Linked DNA regions of Urocitellus parryii: region 2 is linked to region 1. The links are chromatin contacts, called in public Hi-C maps. All regions are on one chromosome and are shown on one strand. The core of a region is the stretch at or near the end of the contact, and the rest is flanking DNA. Distances in the headings are between cores, read along the strand shown.

Region 1 (7,055 bases), core at 1,589-4,088:
GATAACAATATTCAGTGCATTTAACAGGCAAATTACAGAAACCATACACAACTAACTAAACACAATCTACTCATTATGGCAAGAAATTCCAAATACTCCAATTTTTAAATACAAGGAGAAAAAAAAAATATGAGAAAGTGACAGGGTATATAGATGCCATAAATCAATGGATTTTTCTATGAGTGCTCAAAAAAAAATTCAGGAAACCTGGAGTAAAATCTTCTGGGCCCTTATCAAGATGCTAGTTCAAACAGTAATGCAAGACACCTGACACCCCAGGGCAGCTCACAGACCTTCTGAGCAGTGAAAGGAAGGGCATAAATAAAATAACAGTCAAGGCAGGAGATTTTTCAGGGAGTTGGAATTACAACACTACAAGGTGTTTTCCAAGGCTGGGCCTAAAATGTCCATGGGAAAAAAAATTTTTTTCCTACCCAAAGCAGAGATCTGCATCAACAGCAGCCAGGACCTTCTCCAGTAGTTCCAAGTGGCACCACCTACCCTCTCCACCAGGGAGGGCAAACCCTGCACACACATATACACCAAATGCACACACAACCAAACCCAACCAGCTCAACATGAAAAATACTGGAGGTTGGGAGCTGAAGGAAAAAGGGGACTGAGACGTACTTTTCTCAGGCTTACAGTATTCACAGTCACCAGAATGGGAGGGCTCCACATTCTGAAGGGGTGACCAAGATGGTGACAAGTCAAAGACAAGGACAATATTTGCAAAAGAATCACTGGAAGCCCTGAGAAGTAAGAGTGGGCAAGGATTCACCTTGCTCCTGGTCAACTAGGTCACTCTCACCAACCAGCTCAAAGTCCCAGTAACAGCTGAACTCCCTACTTGTAGAACAGCCACCAATGGCATGGCCTCCTTGGCTTACCTCACAGGCTGGGACCCGGCAGGCTTTGAGCTTGTCACCATCTCCTTCAGGCAGACCAGTCCGACGTGTGGCCATCATTTCATTTCAAATTGCAAAGAAAGGGCAAATCCTTTGGAGTCCACATTGGGGGTTGGGTGGGGAATGCCACCACAAGTCAAAAGGGCAAGAATTTCACACCAGACTGGGAGAGAAGATGCAGGGCTAGTGAAACAACGTGCCAGGGAATGAAGGTTTTTCAGGAAGCTTCCAATGCTGGCTTCAACTGACTCCACCGTCTTCTTCCATTTCTTGAGACTTAAAAAAAACAAAGGAGACAGATCTCCTTAACAGTCAATGTCCAGGCCAACTGCAGAAAGCGGTCCCTTCTAAGCAATGCTAACTCCGGGGGCCAAAAGGAAGCCCAGTGGGTCGCTCCAGCGTCTGCTCCTGAAGAGGTCCTTCCTACAACAGGGAGAAGTTAAAAGGGCATGAACTTTCTCCAGACACCGATCTTTAGCCTTGCCACATGTCGACATCAAGTTCGCGTATCCGGCACTCGGATTATTCGGTCCAAGAAGACGAACCATACAAGTGAAAAAAGAACTCATCTTTGCATGCATCAAATTTTGGGGGGAAAAAATTAAAGGAAAAGCTTATAAATTCAAGAGGGGCACAGAAGAACGAGAAACCTCAGAATTTCCCGAGGGTTTTATCAAACACAGCTGGCTGCTGTGCAGCCTTCAAGAAAAAAAAAAAAAATTCCCTGTTCAAGTGCATTTTAATTAATGAATTTCCTGGGCAGAACAGAGGCAGTAGGTATGTTCTGCATCACCCGGATACACACACTTCAGGGATGTTTCTCCCCACGGGGACAAAACGGGATACTTTCCTACAACCTTCTCGCTCCCTTCCACCTCCTCAAAAAACAAACAAAAAGCCGACCGGGGCCGGGGCCAAGGCCGGCGTAGGCTTGGCGGAGTCTCCAGGCGGGCTGCCCCGGCCGCCGGGTGACTCTGGCCGCCCGCACCCTGCCCCTCCGCCCGAGCCGGCGTCCCCGAGGAGGCGGCTGTTTTCCTTGGCCCGCGGCGAAGCTGGGTGGGGACGACCGGGCCGGGCAAGGAGGCGTGCGGCCGCGAGCGGGACGCGGCGCCGCTCCCGCTCCAGGGCATTATTCTGGAGCTACACTGACGAAGCCTCAGCCCAGGCAACTTTTATCTCGTGGCTGTTCCCCCAACTACGACCCGACACTATCCCTTCCCCTGTAACCACCTAGGGAAGGGGAAAAAAAAAAAAAAGGAAAAAGAAAACCACCACCCACCTACCACTATTTCCTCCGCCCCTTCCTGAGGCGGGTCGGGGAGCTCGAGCTCCCGAGAAGAGTGGCCCAAATGTGTACTTCGAAAAAGGTGCGGGAAGGCGTGGGGGAAAGATCCAAACCCGGGGGCTCACCTTCCCGCCCGCTCGGGCCCAGCTGCCCCGCGCGGCTGCCAGCAGGAGCGGGGACGCGGGCTGGGCGACGGGCCCGGCCGGGAGGCGCTAGGCCGCAGGCTCGGTTAATATTCATGAGCGGCCCGAGGCGCCCCTCCTCCACGGCCGTCCGGCCGGACCCCGGCGCCCGCCACCGGCCTTTGTGCCCTTCCCTCCTCCTGCCGGCCCTCCTAGGCTCCGCACACGCGGGCGCGGCCCCTCCGCCCCCTCCGGACGCCCGCCGCAGACTCCCTGCGGCCCCGCGCCAGCTCCGGCACTGGTTTGAGGTGGCGGGAAGGGAAGGAACCCGCTGTGAACCAGGTTTTCCACAGCCCCGCCAGCGCTCTGCCCTCCCGGCTAAAACGGAAAAAGAAAACACGCACCGGAGGAAGCGGGGCGAGTGGATCCCGCACCGCGCTGCCGACCGCCGGAGAGCGCGTTCCGCACGCCGGCGCCAGCTGAACCCAGCGGGAGGACCAGCCGGCGCTGCCCGCCGCTGCGCTCCGAGGCCGCCGCCCCCGGCCGGCCGCTCCCAAGCACCGCCGCGACCTGCCCCGGCCGGCCCCGGGCTCTCGGCCGCCGCGGGAGGGCGTGGGGCGGGGCGGCGGCCGCCGGACTCTCCCCTCGCCTCGCCGGGCCCGGCCGGGGCCCTGCTTCGGCGCCCGCGATCGCCAAGTGACAGAAACGCCTGGCTCCGCAGCCGCGCGGAGCTGTTTCCCGGGGGCGGATTTCTCGCTTCTTCCTCCCTGGATCCACCTCCTCCCACTCCACCTCCTTCCCCTCCCCTCCCCAGGGGAGGCTCTGGGACTGAATATTTTCTGTCTTGAATAATACGGTCCCAGGGAACCGACGCAGGAGGAGGATTAACCCGGGGCGGGAGGGGTGCTCGCCAACCCCCTTCGAACGCGGCTGGGGACCCACAAACCCTCACGCCCAGCAGCACCCCAAAACCAGGCTCACAAAATCTCCCGCCCTCTCCGACCTCCCGAGCGCTGAACGGAGCGGCCAGGAGCGGGGGTTTATCCTGGGAAAGAGATTTGGTGGCTGGTGTCCGGGTTGCTTAGTGGGAGACAGTCATATAGCGAGATCTATGGAACCGAGGGATCAAAGGTCCCAGACTGCGAAGGACATGTCTTGGTGAATTATTGGCCCCTTTTTTGAAGCGGGAGGAGCACGAAGCTGGGAGATGTGGGACTTCCAGATAAGGGAGTGTCCTCTCACATCAGACAGCAAAATATTTTCCGGTGGTGGGAAAAAAGGGAGCAGGTAGCAGCGGAGCGTTGTTCATTCAATTCTTTCCTTTAAAAAAAATATCTACAGAGCCGCTGAGCTGCTTCGGAGCGACTAGCAGAACTGAGGAAAGGTGGCTGTGTTTCTCTGCACTACAGGTCACTGCGGCTCCACACCCAGAGCACAGCCGCGCGCCGTCCCTCCCCACCCGACTCCAGGGCCTGGTCTTAGACCCCGGGCGGCTTGCTCCACCCCGCCGCGCCTCACAACATCTCCCGCTGCAAATTGTCCAATCGGGAGACGTGACAAGAGAACAGGAACCAATCAGAGGCTGCTGACTCAGGTCTCCCTCCACCCTTTGCCCCGCCCCCAAGAGTAAAGCCACCGCCCCCTGCTCCCCCCCCCCCAGCCCCGCCTCAGTCTCCCCTTCGCGTCTCGCCTAGGGGTCCCGGGTGGTGGCTCACCGGCTTGGGTCCTTGCCTCCCCGAAGTGGAGTAGTAGCTTGATGTGGAGGCGGCGTTTTTCACCTTGTCACCCCCTTCCACTCCCCCTCCTAAATACAGCCCTCCTCCCTTCCCCAGTCCTCCTGCTGGTGCTGTTGAGGGTCATTTCTATCCTCACTTCAGCGGGGGACTGCTAGCTATTGTGTCTGATCAGCTACCACCACCATCCTCAGGGAGAAAAGAAGAACAAAACCAAGAAGCTAAGGGGTGTCTCTATCTTTTCCTTCTTTCTTATACACTTATCTTCTAAAGACTCAGTCACCTCTCCTCCCCTGCTTCTCGTCCACTGCCTCCGGTTCTGTTTCTTGATAGGGGGGGGGACAAAAAACACTCTCTGGGGTAGGAATACCTAGGTCTCCGTTTTTTGGTCTTCCTTAGAGTGGAAAGCACCAATTAACAACTAAATCCTCACACTCAAAAAAAATTAAAATTAAAAATTGACGAGCTCTTGTTTTTGTTTTTTAGCTGTATATTGACTAAATCATTTTTATGGCCTTGAAATTTGCGTGTTCCAGACAGCCGCTGAGCATACTAGTCAGCCAAAAACCAAGAATGAAAAAAAAAAAAAAAAAAAAGGAATAAAAGTATAGGGAGGGCCTGCTGGTCAGGTGGTAATTTACTAAACAGCTCACTGATCCATAGCACATCTAATGTTGGATACTGTTGGGTAAATTAACAAAAAGTGAATAGAAATGTAGGATTCAAGTAGTTTACACTAGCAGGCATAGAGAATATGTCCAGAAAGGAAAAATAGATTAAAGCACAAAACAGCTCCTTTACAAATGCAAATGTGCATGTGTGCATAAAATGAGAGCCTAACAACTGAGGAGATTTGAACTGAAGTTTTTGTAATAGAAATTGTTTTAAATGTTGACTTTGAAAAAGATTTTCAATATGGTACTAGAAAATAAAATATTGGCCAGGAAAGGAGATGTTTGAAAAGGAAATAAAACACATTTTAGGAATTATAGGAAAATAACAGAAAGAGGCAACGTTTCTATAAGAGGCAGTAAAATATAAAAATCAAGATTATAACCCAGCTTCATCATTTACCATGTAACTTATGGCAAATTATTACTTACCTGTGTAAGTACTAGAACTGTCGAATAATAACAGTGATCACCATGTAGATAATACTGCCTCCTGCTAGGTATTCCACTAAGCTTTTCGTATAACTTAATGAGTGGGGCACAGCCAGGATTCAAGTCTGGCTCTAGAATCCATTCTTTTATCCAAAACAATATACTGCCCCTAACATGGTTTTTAATAACAATAGCAACTTAATTTTAGCTAACACTCAACTAAGTAATTACTAATTTTCATAGTCTATTAAATACCAATTTAATCGAATCCCTGGGATAGATATGCTTAAGATGTTGCAAAATTTAGAAATGTTTTTAAGAACCATTGTAATATATTCATTTTATGTATATTAGGCTATCTGGATGGAGAAGCACAAAAGCACAGAACTAAGATTTGGGAAACTGGGTCCTGGTCTCTGAGTGTGACAGCACATTCTACATCTTGCTGGGCTGAGATCACCAATGAGATAATAGATGCAAAGGAGCTTTAAAAATGTAACAATATTATTCTGGTTATAAAAGAACTAAGCCATTATTAAATGTCAATTATTAAATTATTATGAAGCAAGCGTTTGTCCCATGTTCCCAATAGGAACCCTACACTTTATAACATTTTATTGATATTTATTAGGAACATATTAACCCATTTAAAAATTAGGTCTGTTCTTTTCTGAAGGCATAAGCAATGATATTATCTTAATAAATATATGAACTCTCTTTTAGATTCATTCTGAGCAGACCCACGTGATGTGGCACCCTCAGATCATCTGGAAGTGGCAATCAACAACCAATAATTCTCCATTCCAAAGGTTGATGGTGTAGTTGGTAGAAAATGCAAACCTTTGGAATTCTACTCAGCTGCCCATCTTGGGCATTTCACTCATTAACACCTCCACCAGAGGGAGGGCAAGGGAAAGGAAAAGGAGCCAAACTTAAATCCTGTGGCTACGTGTTAACAGCTCCAAGGAGAGATTTGGTGAAACAAAGTTGGAGGGTCACTGTAACTGAAAGGATACAACCAACTTTGGGTTTCATGGTCAATATCTTGACATTTTTCGTTATCCCAAATATCATAGATAAGCAAGGACTAACGGTAATTCTGCCTTTGTTTACCTTAATTGGCTGATATTTTCCTCAACATTTGGCTAATTTGTGATTTCCTACCATCTAACTTCTTAGCATATCCCTTGAATTAGTCTTAGAAATTACTGACCCTATATTAATAACTACAAGACCAACTCGTACACTGTAATTCTTGCAACACAGGAAAGATTTTTTAAAGGTGGAAACTATATCCTCAAAACGTATTTGGACTTTGTTAATGATATAATAATATTATTTTGGTGAACCACTATCAAGAAAAAATGTCAAAGCCAGAAATAGAACCACAGTGTCCCAGCCTCTGGTCTGAGTTCATTCCATTATAATCTATGGATGATTTCTACTCTGAATATAGAAGCTGGCAATTCTAAGAAGCACAAGTGTTTGCCAGTGAATTCCACAAGTGAAATTCATAATTCAGGATGAAGCATTTGCAAAACTATGTGTCTGAAGTATTTAAGATCACTGACCCTCAGAGGAGCAAGCATTTTTTGGGTTTTAGGAAAACACTATGGACTTTATTTCTGATTCATATCCAAGAAGACATATTATCTACTCATATTTCTTTGAAAAACACTTTCACATGGAACTGAGTAGCCACAGAAATCCCACCTTATTTACAAGGCATTTAATAATTATAACCAAGAGGTAGGAGCAGCCAGGCAGGATTGGTGGTGGTGCACACCCATAATTCCAGCTCCCAGAGAGGTTGAAGCAAGAGAATTGCAAGTGTCAGGCCAGCCAGGGCAAATAGTGAGATCCTATCTTAATTTTTTTAATTAAAAAAAAAATTAAGAGATGAT
Region 2 (7,055 bases), core at 2,729-5,228, 220 kb after region 1:
ATGGGAAATGATGATAGTACTAATACACCGAACACATTAATAGAAATAGCATTATTTTTTTATTATTGGATATCCATCATGATTAAATTTTTAAAAACTAAAACTACATACCCCTTTATCTTACCTGTGTCCTTGAGGACAGTCTTATTCTTAAGAATTTGAGTCACGATGTCTGGTTAAGATAATAAACAGATATACACAGACTAACACACTTTTCTTCTAAACACAACCTCTTTTGTGGGGTAGTTACCAGGGATTGAACTCAGAGGCACTCAACCACTGAGCCACATCCCCAGCCCTATTTTGTATTTTATTTAGAGACAGGGTCTCACTGAGTTGCTTAGCGCCTCTCTGTTGCTGCGGCTTGCTTTGAACTTGTGCCTCCCCACTGGAAATACAGGTGTATACTCCCGCACGTGGCTAGAAACAACTTCTTATACCACAATATATTATATATACTGCTTAATATATTAATCCTTACTTTTTAATTGAATAATCTTCTTGAAAAAAGTTTACTTACCTACAAATTTCCCTGGCAACAAATTCTAAAGAATGATGTTGGCATATTTTATCTCTCAACATCTTAAGGTATATATAAAGACCTCTTACTATGTGTTATTTTATCTGTAGAAATCTGAGAGGTAACAACTCAAAATGAATAAATAGCAAGTCAATAACCGCATATGGTAGCTGTGATTTCCCTTGCTAACAAAAAATCGGATTTGTCCTTCCCTTCATCTGTATGTTTAAAGGGGAAAATAGTCTTTTTTGAATTATCCCTTCCATTACATAATTTCCCAGATTTTTTAATTCTTCTACATTACTTAAGTGATTCTATTAATTGTACCATATCTTCATTTGTTTAACTGTTTTTCCTGATTTTGAACCTTTTAGATAAAAAGTAAGGTCTAACTGTGTGTGTATGTGTGTGTGTGTGTGTGTGTGTGTGTGTGTGTTGTATAAACATGAAAAGAGCATTTGGATAAAAGTAATATAAGAGATAAGATAGTGTTTTATTATTGTGGAAATCTTCAGGGATTGCCTAGCTAGATGAGAAATATGAATAGTAGATTCTGAAATTATCATAAGACTGAGACCATAGATTGCAGCAATGGTAATTTTAGTATAAAATTTCATTATACCGAAAACAAAAGATTTTGGATTTTTTTTCTTTCTTTGAATATAAGTTCATCAAAAAGTTTGCTGCTTTCCTCAATTAAATTCTTGCAATTAAATTCAGCAAACTAAATAGGAAAGATCCTCAGGATAAAAATGACTATGTGCGCTGGGTTCGATCCTCAGCACCACATAAAAATAAAATAAAGATGTTGGGTCCACCGAAAACTGAAAAATAAATATTAAAAAATTCTCTCTTCTCTCTCTAAAAAAATGACTATGTCATCTAAGAATTCATAATAGCCAAGAAACAGATTGTTCAGCAAAGTCAAATACATAATGAGACTTTAAGAAAGTAAATGTTAGAAAGACTTCAGAATTATACAGATTGTTACTGATGGTGAAAACTGAATTCACCCTAACAGAATGTTCTTTTGGCACCACTTTTGGATGCTTTTCATTTCCTCTCACTTAGTCCTTTTTCTATGTATTTCTTCAGAATAAAAGCAAGGCAAGGAGTTTTTGCTGACACTCCAACATCTCCAAGAACTGATATAGTAGCACTGTTATACACTTAATAGGAGCTCAATTAATGCATTCCAAATGAATAGTGATTATTCTTTTAAGTGATCAAATTCTTTTTTTTTTTTTTTGGAAAAAAAAAGTCTAGATACAGTAAAGCTTTTAAATTTACTAATGAACATAATACCTATCTAAGAAAATATCTTAACATTCAAATTTAGTATTCTATAGAAAGTACAACCTACCAAGGTGTTACAGAGAGGAGGAACTTTATCTTGTATAGTATACAGGAATTTTGGACCAAAAGTTGGGTCAACAGTACATGATTTGAACTTTCTTTCATAAACTCTGAAAACTGTATCCTAGTTTAGTTTACACTCCTCTTTTCAATTTCTACTAGATTTTAAGAAACTAATGGAAATACAATACAGGTATTGCTCCAATTAAAACCAGATGCTCAGGTTTAAAACTGAATGACTTGCCCATTTGTTTTGCTACACACCCCAAGTAAATGATAAGTAAAAATTATTGACGTCATACTCAAAAGAGACCTTTGAGACTATCTAATCCACTTGTTTTCCAGATTGAAAAACAAATAAAAATTTAGTTTTAGAGTATATTTTTTTTAGCCTAGTGCTCTTTTAAAGGTAATATTGACATATATAGGAACAGGATAAAGATAAATGAAAGGATATATTTCAAGACCTATGAGGAAAAAGATTTTCTCTACCAGTTAACTTTTCTCCCCACAGATTTAATTAAGTTCTAAGAAGTACTTACACAGGCAAATAACTGGACTGTTTATTTGTGGTTCCCTTTGTGAGATTTGGGTGAAATTAGTGGGTACTAACAATTTTGTTAAAATTTTAACCAAATTACATATTTTTGGGTTGCTAGCCAACCATTATTCACTCCACTATTCCATTAAACCTGAAAAAAAGACCTTAAAATATATTCTATCTACTTTGTTTAGCCAATCAAAAGACCGAGGCTCAGAAACAAATGGGAATTTTTATTTTACAATAATCTTGGGGAAAAATATTCTGCCTTTAGAGAGGGAGTAGTAGTGCAGTTAGAAATACAACACTTGGCTCCTGAAATCAAACATCAAATGTCCTTATACAGAATAATAAAACTGATTTTTTTCTTTTGAATAACATCATGACATATTATGCTATTTTGTATAACACATCACATATAATTAGATAAGTTACAAAAATGACATAATGTATTAATAGGAGGCTAAGTGTAACATAATAAAATTACCATCTTATAGCACGGGACTGTCATCTGAATTGTGAAAAGCTAAACACCTAGATTTTTCGACCTCTAAGAAGTCGTCATCCAAGGTTACTTCATTGAGACAAAAATATATTTTATTTTTAAGAGTCCATAAATATTCCAATAAAATCATATTGGTATTGGTTAAGAAAAAAGAAAGAAAAAAGAAAGTCCTGTATTATGTATACTTAGTTAATCTGGACATGGAATCATTATTTCTTATTCTTGTTTACAACCTTTGCTTACCCACATACCTAGGAGGCTGAGGCGGCTCCTTCAAGTCACTGGGTATGAGGTTATAAATGCTCTCAGTAAAGCACGATGAATCCATCATCACCAAATGACTTCTTCACTACTGTTCTCAACTTTTTTCTCACTATACCGGTAACTCAGTCTCTTTCTTCACAGCTTCCCCTTTCTTTTTCTTGCTTCCTTGCTTTCTCAAGGAACTCAGGTTTCTCTTTCACATAATCCTCCCTTTGACCCCTTCTTAGCAGTTCTCTCTGGAGAAGAAAATACCCTGTCTATTCCTCCCAGGAATGCTTAGCGTTGTTGGCCTTGCGGTTGCTGTGGAAACAGTTACTAGGCGACGGGGAGATGGAAGGCCGCATTGCAAACCAGGTTTCCTCTTGTCTTTCTGCAAGGCTTTTTTCCTGTCTGACAAATTCATATGGAAGCCCCTGTGCCTTTGGGAAAAAAGGGATGAAAACAGTGTCCTCTAGAACATTTTGTTTTTTTTCTCACTTTTTACGTTTGGAGAAAAAAATTCTACTACAGCCGAAACCCAGCGGTGCGCAAGCGTCAAACATTAAAGCTCTAGTGCGCAGGCCCCAATCCTGGCCGGGGCTAGGAAAGCTTCTAAGGCCGAGCTGACGCACAGGCCCACGTGGCGAGCCGGACTTGAGGGCGGGAGGAGCCCAGGATCTTGGAGGGCGGAGCGCGGGAGAGAGTCACGTGCCCCCTGCTCGGAGCTCGGGCGTGGGGCGTGGGGCGTGGGGCGTGGCCGCGTAGGTCGGCGCAGGCGCTGAGGCCGCAGCGCGGGGCGGGGCGGGCCTGCTGAGAGCCGGGGTTACGGGGCTGTCTACTGAGGCGGTACTGGCGGTTTATGGACTCTTTCCATTTCCTTTCCTTTTCCCCGTCTTGTCAGTGTGGTTTTCTTGGTGAGTTACTGGAGGAGAAAGAAAGGAAAACTAGAGACCAATCTGTTTCCATCGCATGCGTTTCTCCCATCGTTCCTTCTTTCCGCTACTCAATTGTAATCTTTGCGCTATTCTACCTGCTGTTTCCGTCTGAGGCTTCTCAGACCCCTCCCTCCCTGCGAACCCTACCCACCACCTGAGCAAGTGCACGCCCGCCCTCCCGCGCCCACCTGCTCCTTCCACCTGTGGCGCCCTTACCCTCCCCCTTGGCCCTCTGCTCTTTCCTGCGCTGCCTGGTGAGCTCTCCGCCCCCGTTACCCTCTGGGCGGGCCCTTCCCTCTCCTGTTGCTTTCTGCAGACCTGTGCTTGAGCAGCGTCGCCTGGACCAGCGATCAAAGTTGTATTTCAGTGAAGCAATTTACAAAAACAGTGATGGGCTAGATTAAGTGTTTGTGCAGATATCTAGTGTAAATTGTACTATACTGTACATTAGCAAATTAGGCGATTTTTGCTAATGATTATTTTAATATATTTAAATAAAAATGGCTATCGATAGTGATATAAATAAGACAGTTTGAAAGGAAAATAAGCCCTTCATAAAAGTAACATTTTTATAGTATTGAAAGAGTACTTGAAAATCTTTTCAATCAAATACTTGAGGCTATTTGGTATGAACCATTAACAACAGGACTAACAATCTAACAACAGGAAAAGCTTAGTCGGATTTGATAGCAATTTAAAAACAAAGATAAGTGATGAACTTGTAAAATGGCTGTAAGATCTTTGTGATTACACTGTGGCCTTACACTATGTGCTCCTTCCACCAGCTCTCCTTGTCTGTTTCCTGGGAGGTAGGGGACTAACTGAAGGCCTCTTAGGTTTTGGGGTCCGTAGTCAGAAACAGCAGACCTTTTCTTCCCCTTGGCTGGTATATCCCTAGTACATTTCCATCTTACAGTTGCCATAAAAGTGCAGTAAATTTAAAGAATTTTTGAAAACATCAGAACACTCTTCTTTATAAGATAATGAGCTAGATCTAGAGAGTCACTTTTCTGAGAAATTTTAAAAAGAAATTGTATTAATATTAATTTAGAATGATGAGCATACTCATGGCATAGACTTTCTTTTAGAAGATCCTTGGATTACAGCCAGTTCTCGTGAAATAATTTTTGAAGTGGTCTGTCTTGTGTTTTGGAAAGGCATATAATAGCAAGCAAATCTTTTAAATTTATAGCAAATAATACATAGTTTTGGTTAAACAGGGTTTTAAGAGTCCACAGATTTGAAAACTAGATAATTCTATAGTAAATTAAAAAATTTTTATGATTTGGAAGTACAAATTGATACGTTAGAATATAATTTTAGTTGATTAACATATAATGGTAAACTTAAGATACTGTTAAAAGGTTGCTGAAAACTAGTATGTACTTGTTTAAATACGTAAGCATATTAGCATTCATAGGAAAAATTTTAGTGTTTTCTATAATTTTTCCTTTTGAAATCTTTAATTTTGGTCAGCTTTTGACAGTAAAATTGTTATATCTTGTGCCTGAGGTCATACAGTACTTGAATTCATATGTACAGATGGATATTCTGGATTTATTTCTTAAAGCTATCATGCTGACACACCCTTTTTGTTTTGAATATAAAATGTCTTTCATATTTATGAAGGATCCACTGGAATTAGTGGTTCAAAAAAGTTCCGCCATAAAATGTGATTAATAGAGAAACTCATTTAAAAATTGCTTACTTGAGGAGCTAGGTTTGTAGCTCAGTGGTAGATATCTTGCCTACCATCTATGAGGCCCTGGGTTGGATCCCTGGCACTAAAAAAAGAAAAGAAAAAAAAAACTAATATGTAATGGAGTTGTGTGGAAATCTGTGGAATAAGGAATGTAAAGTATTTTTGTGGAGCACTTGCTTGACCAAAAAATATTCAGAATTAACAATACAGTGAAACCTGATTATTGATGTCCAAAGTATTTGTTTTGTTTTGTATTTTGCAATACTGAGGTTTGAACCCATGGTCTCAATACATGCTAGGCAAATACTACCACTGAGCTACATCCCCAGTCCTTTTGATTTTATTAAAATAAACTTAGGGTCTTACTTAGTTCCCAAGCTGGCCTTGAGTTTGTGATACTCCTGCTTCAGCCTTCTGAATAGCTAAGATATTTGCTTTTCACTAGTTTTTGATTTTGACTCTTATATGATTGCCTTCCATTTCAGTTCAGGTAGTTTTGCCCTTTGAAGAAAAATTGCTTATTCATGATCACTATAATGAAGAACATATTAAAATATTAATAAGTGAAAAGATTTAATAAAATCATTTTGAATAAAAGAAAAATGATCTACTGTTGATCCTCACTTCACAAATTCTGTATTTTTGATCTGCTAGCTGAAATATATTTGTAACTGCCACATCCACACTTGAGTACCACTTTTATAGACATTCCTGGACAAATGCAAAGCAGTGAAAATTTTGAGTAGTGTCACATGCGTGTTCCTAGCTGAGGTCAAAAAAGGTGATGCTGCCTTCTTGTTTTAGTTCTTGTGTTAAAAACAAATATCTTTTTCACATTCTATTTAGTGCCACATTTTCCACGTTTTTGTGTGTTAGTGAGTGACTTTGCTGATTAAATGGTCCCTAAGCTGAAGTGCTGTGTAGTGTTCCTAGGTGCAAGAAGGCTGTTGTGATGTGCCTTACAGAGAAAACAGTTTTGTGTGATTAGCTTCATTCAGGCTTGAGTTACAGAGCTATTGACTGAGTTCACAGTAAGAGATGAACAGTATAAATGTCTTTAAATGGAAACACATAAAGGTTACATGTTAATGGGTTAGCAAGAATCTTGTACCCAGAGGCTCACAGGAACCTAACCCTGTATTTCCTCTGGGAATAATGGTTCAGTAGTCCACAACAGTAAAGACTTTATTGGACATAATTACCATGGATAATGAGAATCAATAGTATTACCTCTTAAGTAAAAATCCAGTTTA

Evidence for each region. Hi-C and Micro-C count contacts between places; a contact is called where the count stands out from the background.
Region 2: a Hi-C map of liver shows a contact between it and region 1, with 2.6 times the contacts expected there. The contact joins the promoter of Thnsl1 here to the promoter of Arhgap21 in region 1. A contact is called at or near these places in 2 of 2 Hi-C or Micro-C datasets (liver and muscle).

Annotation. Positions count from the first base shown.
Region 1 is chr9:66,100,287-66,107,341 of mUroPar1.hap1, forward strand. Arhgap21 (Rho GTPase activating protein 21) reads right to left here and starts at 2,839. Exons shown (of 25, transcript XM_077803031.1): 1 at 2,720-2,839; 2 at 891-1,331. The coding sequence starts at 968.
Region 2 is chr9:66,316,408-66,323,462 of mUroPar1.hap1, forward strand. It overlaps Thnsl1 (threonine synthase like 1), which reads left to right and starts at 3,979. Exons shown (of 3, transcript XM_026401202.2): 1 at 3,979-4,079. Enkur (enkurin, TRPC channel interacting protein) reads right to left here and starts at 3,250. Exons shown (of 5, transcript XM_026401206.2): 1 at 3,174-3,250. The coding sequence starts at 3,250.